Regions from separate parts of the Mus musculus genome. Here region 1 is linked to region 2. Evidence: chromatin contacts called from public Micro-C data. All regions are on one chromosome and are shown on one strand. The core of a region is the stretch at or near the end of the contact, and the rest is flanking DNA. Distances in the headings are between cores, read along the strand shown.

Evidence for each region. Hi-C and Micro-C count contacts between places; a contact is called where the count stands out from the background.
Region 1: a contact with region 2 is called in a Micro-C map of brown adipocytes, with 3 times the contacts expected there. The contact joins two enhancer-like sites. A contact is called at or near these places in 3 of 484 Hi-C or Micro-C datasets (3T3-L1-derived adipocytes, brown adipocytes and embryonic fibroblasts).

What each region holds. Positions count from the first base shown.
Region 1 is chr2:45,906,709-45,911,262 of GRCm38.p6, reverse strand. No RefSeq gene overlaps it. Among named protein-coding and RNA genes, the nearest start is that of 1700019E08Rik, 210 kb to the right of the region's middle. Within about 2 kb of position 2,167, at least 8 of the 459 cell types and tissues checked have an H3K27ac peak or open chromatin away from gene starts, as enhancers often do. A contact at or near this core is called in brown adipocytes, where this site is marked.
Region 2 is chr2:45,743,543-45,748,267 of GRCm38.p6, reverse strand. No RefSeq gene overlaps it. Among named protein-coding and RNA genes, the nearest start is that of 1700019E08Rik, 49 kb to the right of the region's middle. Within about 2 kb of position 1,442, at least 22 of the 459 cell types and tissues checked have an H3K27ac peak or open chromatin away from gene starts, as enhancers often do. A contact at or near this core is called in brown adipocytes, where this site is marked.

The DNA of each region.
Region 1 (4,554 bases), core at 918-3,417, 160 kb before region 2:
CTGCCACTAAGGAGATTATCTAGGGTGTAGCCTTCCTCCCTAGATCACTCTATTGTTGAGCCACTATCTTCTTAGATGGATGTTCCTCTTCAAGATACTGCTACCTGCTGAGAGGCCCGGAGCTATGCCCTATCCTGCATGTCATCACCTGCAGCTGGTTCCAGGCTCCAAGGATGAATTGGTGGGAATGGATTTCCCCCCCTCCTTTATAAAGCATGTCCACCTACAGGGTTGCAGATCTCTTTAGCTCCCTGGATACTTTCTAAAGCTCCTCCATTGGGGGCCCTGTGATCCATCCAATAGCTGACTGTGAGCATCCACTTATGTGTTTGCTAACCAGTACCCCGGAACTCTTGACTCTAACTGCATGTGTATCAAAAGACGGCCTAGTCGGCCATCACTGGAAAGAGAGGCCCATTGGACACGAAAACTGTATATGCCCCAGTACAGGGGAACGCCAGGGCCAAAAAATGGGAATGGGTGGGTAGGGAAGTGGGGGGGGGAGGGGGGGGACTTTTGGGATAGCATTGGAAATGTAATTGAGGAAAATACGTAATAAAAAAAATTAAAAAAAAGATAAAGCGTGTCCACCATTAAACATTTGAATCTTGAGCAGACTAGCATGTCTTGGTTCCATTATTTCTCAACCCACCTAGGCTCCCTCTTTTCTTTCAGTTCCAAGATGCATTCCAGGCTCGAACCCGGACATGAGAGCCGCAGGCCGGCCCCAACACCCTCCCTTACCCTCTCCCACCAAGTTCCCTCCCTTCATCTGCCTTCTATACTATTTATTCCCCCTTCTAAGTGGGATTCATGCATTCTCACTTGGGCTTTCCATCTTGTTTAGCTTCTTTGGGTCTATGGGGTATATCATGGGTATCCTGTAATTTATGGTTAATATCCACTTAACAGTGATTACATATTATGCACATCCTTTTGGGTATGGGCTACCTCACTCAGGAAGATTTTTCCAGTGCCCTCCATTTGCCTCAAAAATTCATGATGCCCATGTTTTAAATAGCTGAATAGCATTCCATTGTGTAAATGAGCCACATTTTCTATATCCAATCTTTGGCTGAGGGATGTCTAGGTTACCACGAGGTTCCATTTATTAATTGTTGATCTTAGAGCCTGAGCCTTTGGTGTTTTATTCAAAAAATTATCTCCTGTACCAATGTGTTCAAGGCTATTTTCTACTTTCTCTTCTATTAGATTTAGTGTATCCAACTTTATATTTCTTGATCCACAAGTTCTTGAATTTTGTACAGGATGATAAATATGGATATACTGACACTAATAATGAGACTCTATTATGCTTCCAGACATGAGCCTAGACAAACTGTCCTCTGAGAGGTCCCACCCAGCAGCTGACTGAAGCAGATGCAGAGACCCACAGCCAAACATTTGATAGTTTGGAGAATCTTGTGGAAGAATTGGGAGAAAGATTGAGTAACCCAGAGTGGTCCACAAGAAGACCAACAAAGTCAACTAATCTGGAATCTTAGGGGCTCTCAGAGACTAAACTACTAAACAATGGACATTCATAGGCTGGATCTAGCCACCCCACCCCCACCCCCCACCCCTCACCAAAGACATTTATGTAGCAGATAGGCAATTTGGTCTTCATGCAGGTCCCCCAACATGCAGGTGTGCCCTTGACTCTGTTGTATGTTCATGGATCCTGTTCCCCCAACTGGGTTACCTTGTCTGTCTTCAGTTGGAGAGTTTGTGCCTAGTCTTTCAGTGACTTGATGTGCCAGTGTAGGTTGGTATACAAGGGACCCTCTTGTTTCCCAGAGGAGAAGGAGAAAGAGAGAGTTGGGTTAGGAGTTGTAGGGGTAACTAGAAAGAAAGGGGAGCTACAATTGGGATGTAACGAAAGTAAATAAATAAGTTAATGGAATGAAAAAATAAAACAAACAAAGAAAAACAAAACTTACTCAGATAACTTCCAAAGTATGTCTAATTTTTAGTAGTTCCTAATGTATAGTTCAAGTCCAAGCTTTTAATGCAATATACTCAGACTTCTATTTTTCTGTTTCTATGTTTTGTTTTACTTTAGGAAAGACAAGAAACACAATCTTGGAATAATCTGCTAGTATCCACTTCTCCCCTAATTTCAATGCTAACTCACGACCTTTCACACAGGCTTGGGCTTTTCCTGGCATTCAACTCTCCAGTTTCATATGCTGATGTGTCTTTCAGACTTGCCTAATCAGATCTTGGCCTCCTTTTACATGAACAGCCTAGATCCAGGGATAAGTACTTGATCTAATTTTAGCCTAATAGACAATAAGGTTCTTTGCAGATGTTTTTGCTTGAAAATTTAAACTGGGATTTTTTTTTTCAGCTACAATTTTTGAGAACATGAAACATGGGGAACTGGTGGCCAATGGACCACTCTAACTGTAAGAATATACTGATAGTGGAATGTATTGACAGAAGGAAGCAGCACTAAGAGATGGAAATCCTCCTAAGAACAGGAAGTATTTAAAAAAGAAATCCTTTCTGGACTTCTGATTTATCACACACACACATACACACACACACACACACACACACAGTGGTAGAAAATAGATGCAGATGCAGACACACATAAACAAACACACACTCATGCACACATTGAAAATGTCCACACAATATGTAAGACATAAGTTTCAAAGACCATAAGATATACATAAATAGTGATCTAAAATAGTATTACAGAGCAGAAAGGCATCTACAATTTACTGAAGTGTGCTCTGACATGCTCAAATGCCCAGGACAAATAAGGCAATTACAAAAAATGTTCCTTTAACTGAAGTACTAGAATGCATCAGTGGAATTTGCTAAGAGGAAAAGCTATAAATAAAGAGGCAAAAATGAATGGATATGAGCTTTGTAAAGATCTTGGTAGTGATGGAAAGCCTTAGATAATATTATCTAAATGTGTTTGAACAATGAGATAGGATCAATAGTTGACTTATAACTGTGTGTAAGAATAGTGTTGCCTTTTTAAAAACCTTTGCTGCTGAGAATATCGGTTGCCATTTCAATCTAACATTAGTTATTAGGAGGTGGAAGTAATGTCCAAGCAGATGGTTGTCAGTAAACTGATGACTACAGTTATGGATGTGTGTCCAAATACAATCCTCAGAATTTGGTATGCTACAGAGATTCCTAAATGTGACTGCCAAAATAAATCTGGTCTGGAAAATAATTTTGAGGATTTTACCCTCCTAAATTTTTTTCCTAGCATTTTAAGAGAAAGCTATTTGTAAGAAACCGAAATTACACAGATATAGACAATTACAGTATTCATTAGAGCAACTTTCAAGTTTCTTAAAGTCATTGAGGAAAAGGTACCCCAATACATACCTCATGTCGGTTTCATCAATCCCATCCACCATGTTTATTTATTGTAAAAGTATCTTTTATTCACTAGATGTAATTGCCATCTTAGAGGCTTCCTGCTGAGTAAGTTCACCCTTTCTAGCTTGTATTGATCTCTAGCTGGCTGGTTCAACTCAGCTCTTCTAGTTAAACTCTCCTCTAAGCTGACTGATTCAGTCTGGCTTTGCTCAACACCTCACTGTATTGTTCTGCTTGGCTTCAAACTAACTCTAGCAATGTGTTCTAATCTTCTGGACCCCGATCCTTCCTCTTCCTTAGCTTCAACTGCCTTTGCTTACTTGCACTGTACAAACTGCACAACCTGAAAAGAACTCATGAACAGACTCAAGGGCACTGCATACTGAACTCAGCTGAATGGACTGATTCTACCTACTTTCTGTGCTACTCCTAAGTAGCCTCTCTTTTCTCTCTATGCTCATGAGAGTTGGGTGTGTCCTGGTTCATTCTGTCAGATCTTTCTCTGATGTATCACTTTATATGCCCCTCAATTAGAAGTCACTTTCAAACATGGCTGCTTTCTTCTACAGACTGACATTCATTCATTGGTTGGGATTAAAGGTGTGAACTAAAGGCATGTTTGTATTCCAGCCAGATCACACAGACCTAGAAGGTCTTTGAATGTAATCTCTTTCCAGAGCAGCCATGTTGCTAGGATTAAGAGTCTTCTATACTTTATTTATACAAAAGGAGTTTGTAATCAGTGTTGGTTTCTTCCCATCATCTCACTTTCATTAGCTTTCCTGTAGTGGATAATTTTTGCATATATGACCAAAACAGGTGATGGAGTATCCCATGCCCACCAGTTCTTCTATGATTTTTGTCTCACATTTTATTGAAACACAAGCTGCCTTTGGTTCTGGAAGTAGTGTTCAGATCCTCAGTCATAATTCAGCTTAAACTTATATACTTGTTGATTGCCAAAACGTGTAAAAAGCATATTAAGCTAACCACAGATAAATGCCCTTCTCTACCTGGTATTTATAAAGGTTTACCTTAAAGGCAGGCAACTCCTCTCAATTCTCTAAAATGTACCCAGAATTAAAGTTAAAGAGTATTAAACTCAAGAGTTATATCATCAAGCAATGGCTTCCCCAGCACCTTTGCAGAGAGGCATTTCCTTTGGACTTTGTCCTTTGATAAAATGCAGAAGACACTGCTAAA
Region 2 (4,725 bases), core at 193-2,692:
TCCAGCCCATGCCTGCTGTAATCACTAAAATAAACTCACTGCTCACACTGCTGTGGCTTAGCTAAGCCCTTCTCTCATTCCATCAGCTGTATGGGGCAGCAGCTGGCCTGTTTTTCAACACCACGGGTATGTTTACTGCAGCCATGTAACTTTGTCTCCAAGGGCTGAGGCTGTTGCTAAGGCCTGGACCACACCTTCCCCCTGCTTACCTAAAGTCCATCAGTCATGGTTTCATAATTGGGCAGTTTGAACAGTGTCAACACAAGGACACAGACAAAAATACACTTTCTGTTTCTCCAGGTGCTGCAGCCTCTGCCCCTGTGGTGACAACTAATCATTCCATTGGACTAAAATGATATACTTTAAAAAACAATGTCCTGGCATTGCTGAGACTGTTCGTATAAGGCCATGAAGGTCTACACAGCAAGGATTGCACAATAACCCATTAAAATAAACATTTGCAACCACAGATAGCTGGACTGAAATTCTGTTCTGATACAAATAACATCTGGACAACTTTTGTTTGCATCTTCCAGCATAAAACACCCTTGAGAAAAAATAGAAGGCAAGCGAGAAGACAAAAGACGTCTAAAGGTTTTATTATGCTATGGGTGTGGTGCCATAAATACGAGGGGGTTCAGGCTGGAGTTGCCAAACCTGAATTTAAACAACATGTTGTTTTTAAAAAATTGTAACACTGCTGAGGCACAATTCCGTTTTCTTACATAATTAATCCCGTGTAAAAGAGAGTGACTGGAAATCATCCAGTGGTTTAAAAATAACTCAATTATTTATAAGCTCCACAGAGCTATAGGATTCCACAGAAAGGAAGAAAGTGGAGCATCTTGGTACCAAGAACATTGTGCAGATTTGGCCCAGGCCTGAAGACATCAGCATCACTAATCTGACAGTACAAGTCTACACAGAGGCCAAGGATGCTGCCATTCCCTTGGATCACAGGCCAAGCTTGTGGGAAGGGGAGGGTTTCATTCTTTGAAATGTACATGTAGCTGTTACATATTAGTATAATGTTACAAATACTGAAAGAAAGAGAGAACTGAATAATGTGAAGGAGGAAGAATAGAAGAAGCAGAGAAGGATGGTATGGAGCCTGAAAATGAATAGCTGAGCAAATTTCAAAAGATGCTCAGCATAGTCCATGACTCAGACACCACAGTGAATGGACTCTAATTTCTAATATTGTTCTTTGATATGAAGCAAAATAATTACAAGTTGAAAACTACCAGCAAGTATTACATTCAATATAAAGATAAAGGACTTATCCATAAATAAATCCTTATATAAAATCATATGTTTGGGGCAGACTCACAGCGAACAAGCATATATTTGTGTCAGTTCCAGCTGGCCATATAAAAGCAATGAAAGTTTCTGTTTAGTAATATTAAAATATTGCAAAATGTTTCACAATTATCTCAAGGGTATTTTGCCCTTTACTCAGAGAGGCCTTGTGTAAAGTGGCAATAGTCTCACAGACCTCGCCAGGACTTAGGAGAACATGCTAGGTGGACTCTACCAAATAATTTGATGCTTAAAATCATTCCTTGTTTTACATCAAAACGCTAAAAGTCGACCTTATTTTGTCATATGGTCCAAATCATTTATTGGGGGCATAGTGTGATTAAACTGTATTTTATTTAACCTTGGAAACAAAAGAGAATATGAGACACAATTTTCTCATTTGTTTACAAGGCTGAAGAAGCACAGTTTTGATATGCTAATTCCTATGAAAACAACAATAGATGTCAGCTATCTAAACAAAGCAGCGAAGAAGTGCATTTCTCAAAAATGTTCCTGCATTTATGGGATCTTGGTTGATGACCACTTTCAGTAATCCACACTAAAAGAACTTTGCTTCCTGATGGGTTGTGACAGGGAAAATCTTGATGAGGTGGCATGAGGCTGTTCCAGAAGCAGGCCATGTTATGGCTATGTCAAACTACTGGTGAGTAAAGTTAGTTGTAGTCAAGGAATTTATAACTAAGAGTTCTGAAAAACTTGTTCAAGCCTTTTGGTCCAGATATAAGAGATCTGTACCTTCCTTGCTCCCTGGCACAATGGTTACTTTTTTTTTTCAATACTAATTGGGTTTGGTATATTAAATGAATGGCCCTTATGAATACCAGTAGTCCCTGATCCTGTTTGTCCTAGCTTCTCTGTCACTATTCCTTTGAAGAGCAAAAGATAGGCCATGTCTGCCTTCTGCAACACAATCCTTCTAGATATAAGCTACAACAATTCTGGCTGCCTAGGTCAATATGTTCCTCATGCATGTGAGGCAGGAAGGAACCACCAATTGTGTTAATATTGAAGGTCCTGTGTGAGCACACCATCACTTGCTCCATTGATTTAACATAATCCTGTCTTATATTAATCTTTAAAGCTTGTTTTGGTCCATGATATCAGATATGAGAGTGCTCATACAATACATAGTTTCTAGATGAGATAGGTAATGTTATGTAGGCTTCCCTGGGTTTATTTATTTTCTTTCTTTCTTTCTTTCTTTCTTTCTTTCTTTCTTTCTTTCTTTCTTTCTTTCTTTCTAGTATAGAATAGAGTTTATTTAGGACATGGGAGGGGAGTTAAGAAAGTAGTAGAGGCAGAGAAAGGCAGAGAGAAGGAGAGAGTAGAGAAGTGGAGGCCAGCGATGACCACATGGAAAGATGGGGAGGGAATGGGGAGAGAGGGAACAGAAGGAGTAAGAGGCAGGAGAGCAAGAGTGTAAGAGAGCTTCCCTGGATTTTCTAAGTGAAGTAAAATGGCGTCTATGAGGAAAGGAAGAAAAAGTTCTATGCAGAGAGAAGACACAAAGCACGACATGATATGGGGGAGGGGTGTTAGTTTTGTTGGGACTTGAGAATACAATACAAGACAGAAGTGTGGGAGAGGCAAGCAAAGAAAAGCAGAAAACAGATTATAAATGATGCTAAGCCAGGAGATTTGTTCTTAAAGCAAAGGGAGGAATACAAAATTTATAAACACTGTGAAGGAATTAGCTACAAAGGCAATGGAAAAGGTTTCCCACTGCTTTTGAAGAAAGAATTAGGCACTGATTTCTGTGCTATTTCCTGCTCTCCTCCCACCCCAACCCCAGCAACTGTCCTCTTCTGCTTCTCTTCTGCTAACACTTTGCTGGCACATTTGTAACCCACAATCCTTCCTCTCATCCTGACAAAAGCACTGGAAATTTGCTGATTTATGCTACAAGTCCAGTCTGTGACTTGACTCTATACATGGCACACAGTGAGGACAGTGCAGTGGTGAGTTCAGTCTTGATCTGGATAAACCAAGCATTCTTCACCCATTGTGACCTGAAACCCACTACTCGCTGCTGCATCTCTATACTTTACAGCAAATAAGTGCTTGCCTGAACTTTGTGAAGTACTTACAGTTACGCAATTGGGCTTCCTAGGTGAATAAACTTCCTGAAACTTTGTAGGATCAGCAATGGTTCTTTAAAAAATAAATAGCAAGAACAAAGATGATTCCCAGATGACATAGAATCATTATGACCCATGAAGACCACCTGGAATTCTTTAAACTATTTAACTCAATAGCAGCTCTTTGCATGCAGTGTAGCTTGTATTTCCTAAATCTCTCAAGAGATAGCAGCTTGGACACTACCCCTTTGTTTCAGTGGTTTGCCTGCCTTTACAAATTAATTCCCACCTGTAGTCTGAAGCTTCTGTTTATGAAATTATAAGCACTGCTAACGTCTCTGGGTTAAGAATGGAAACCATTATGCAATTTGGGGATATGGTAGAGGAAAAGGATGGATGAGTCAGACAGTCCTCTTATTCAGTTCTATCTTTAAAGACAAAACGATAAAGAAATTAATTAATGGCTCCCGAAACTAGACAAACAGACTGTAGAATTTTTTTTAAGCCACATGAAAAAAAGAATAGTAGAGATACTCGGTGGCCTTTATAATGATTTGCTTCTTCTCTACATGGTTCACTACAGCCAACCAAATAGAAGGTTAAGAGGACCAAGCTAATTACTAGGCAGCATTTTGCTAAGCTCCTAGGCATAAATGGAAGCATGCAAACTCCATTACAAAAAGAAAAGAGGAACACGCATTCAAACTGGAATTTCTGTCATCAAACTAAATTGTCCTAAACTCTCAACCATTTTTACAACAAATGATGTCTTTGATCCACAGTTAGTCAACCACATAATTGCCATTTTCCCCAGTCCTTCGTGTAGTGAAAACTCACTTGACTCACTGTGGGTGAAAACTGTGACCTTCTCTTTCCTGTGCCTGTGTAAGCGACAGCTAAAGAGGCCCTGGCACAGCGAATAATGATGATGTGATGAACTTGAGATTACATGTCCAACCAAGACATAACTGGGACTATCTTTATTCTTGTGACTAGGACAAACAAACCACAAAACCAAAAGTGAGCAAAAAAACATATATAAAGCAAATGTTCTCAGTCATGAACACAAGATCAAGAAGGAGAGTAGTATTTAGAGAGGCAGGCAGAGAAGGACAGGAGTATCACAGTTGCCCTAGATTAGTGTCAAGGAGGTGTTTACAGGGAGATAACTAAGTAAGGGAACCAAGATCCAGACAGTAAGGGTAATGAGTGAAGAGGGTGAGGATGAAAGCCTGGAGAGGCACAGTGTCTAGAATCTGAAATGAGGACAATGAGAAAAGAACTACACAGAAATAAGTGCAGAAATCCCTAAATAGTCCTCTCCAGC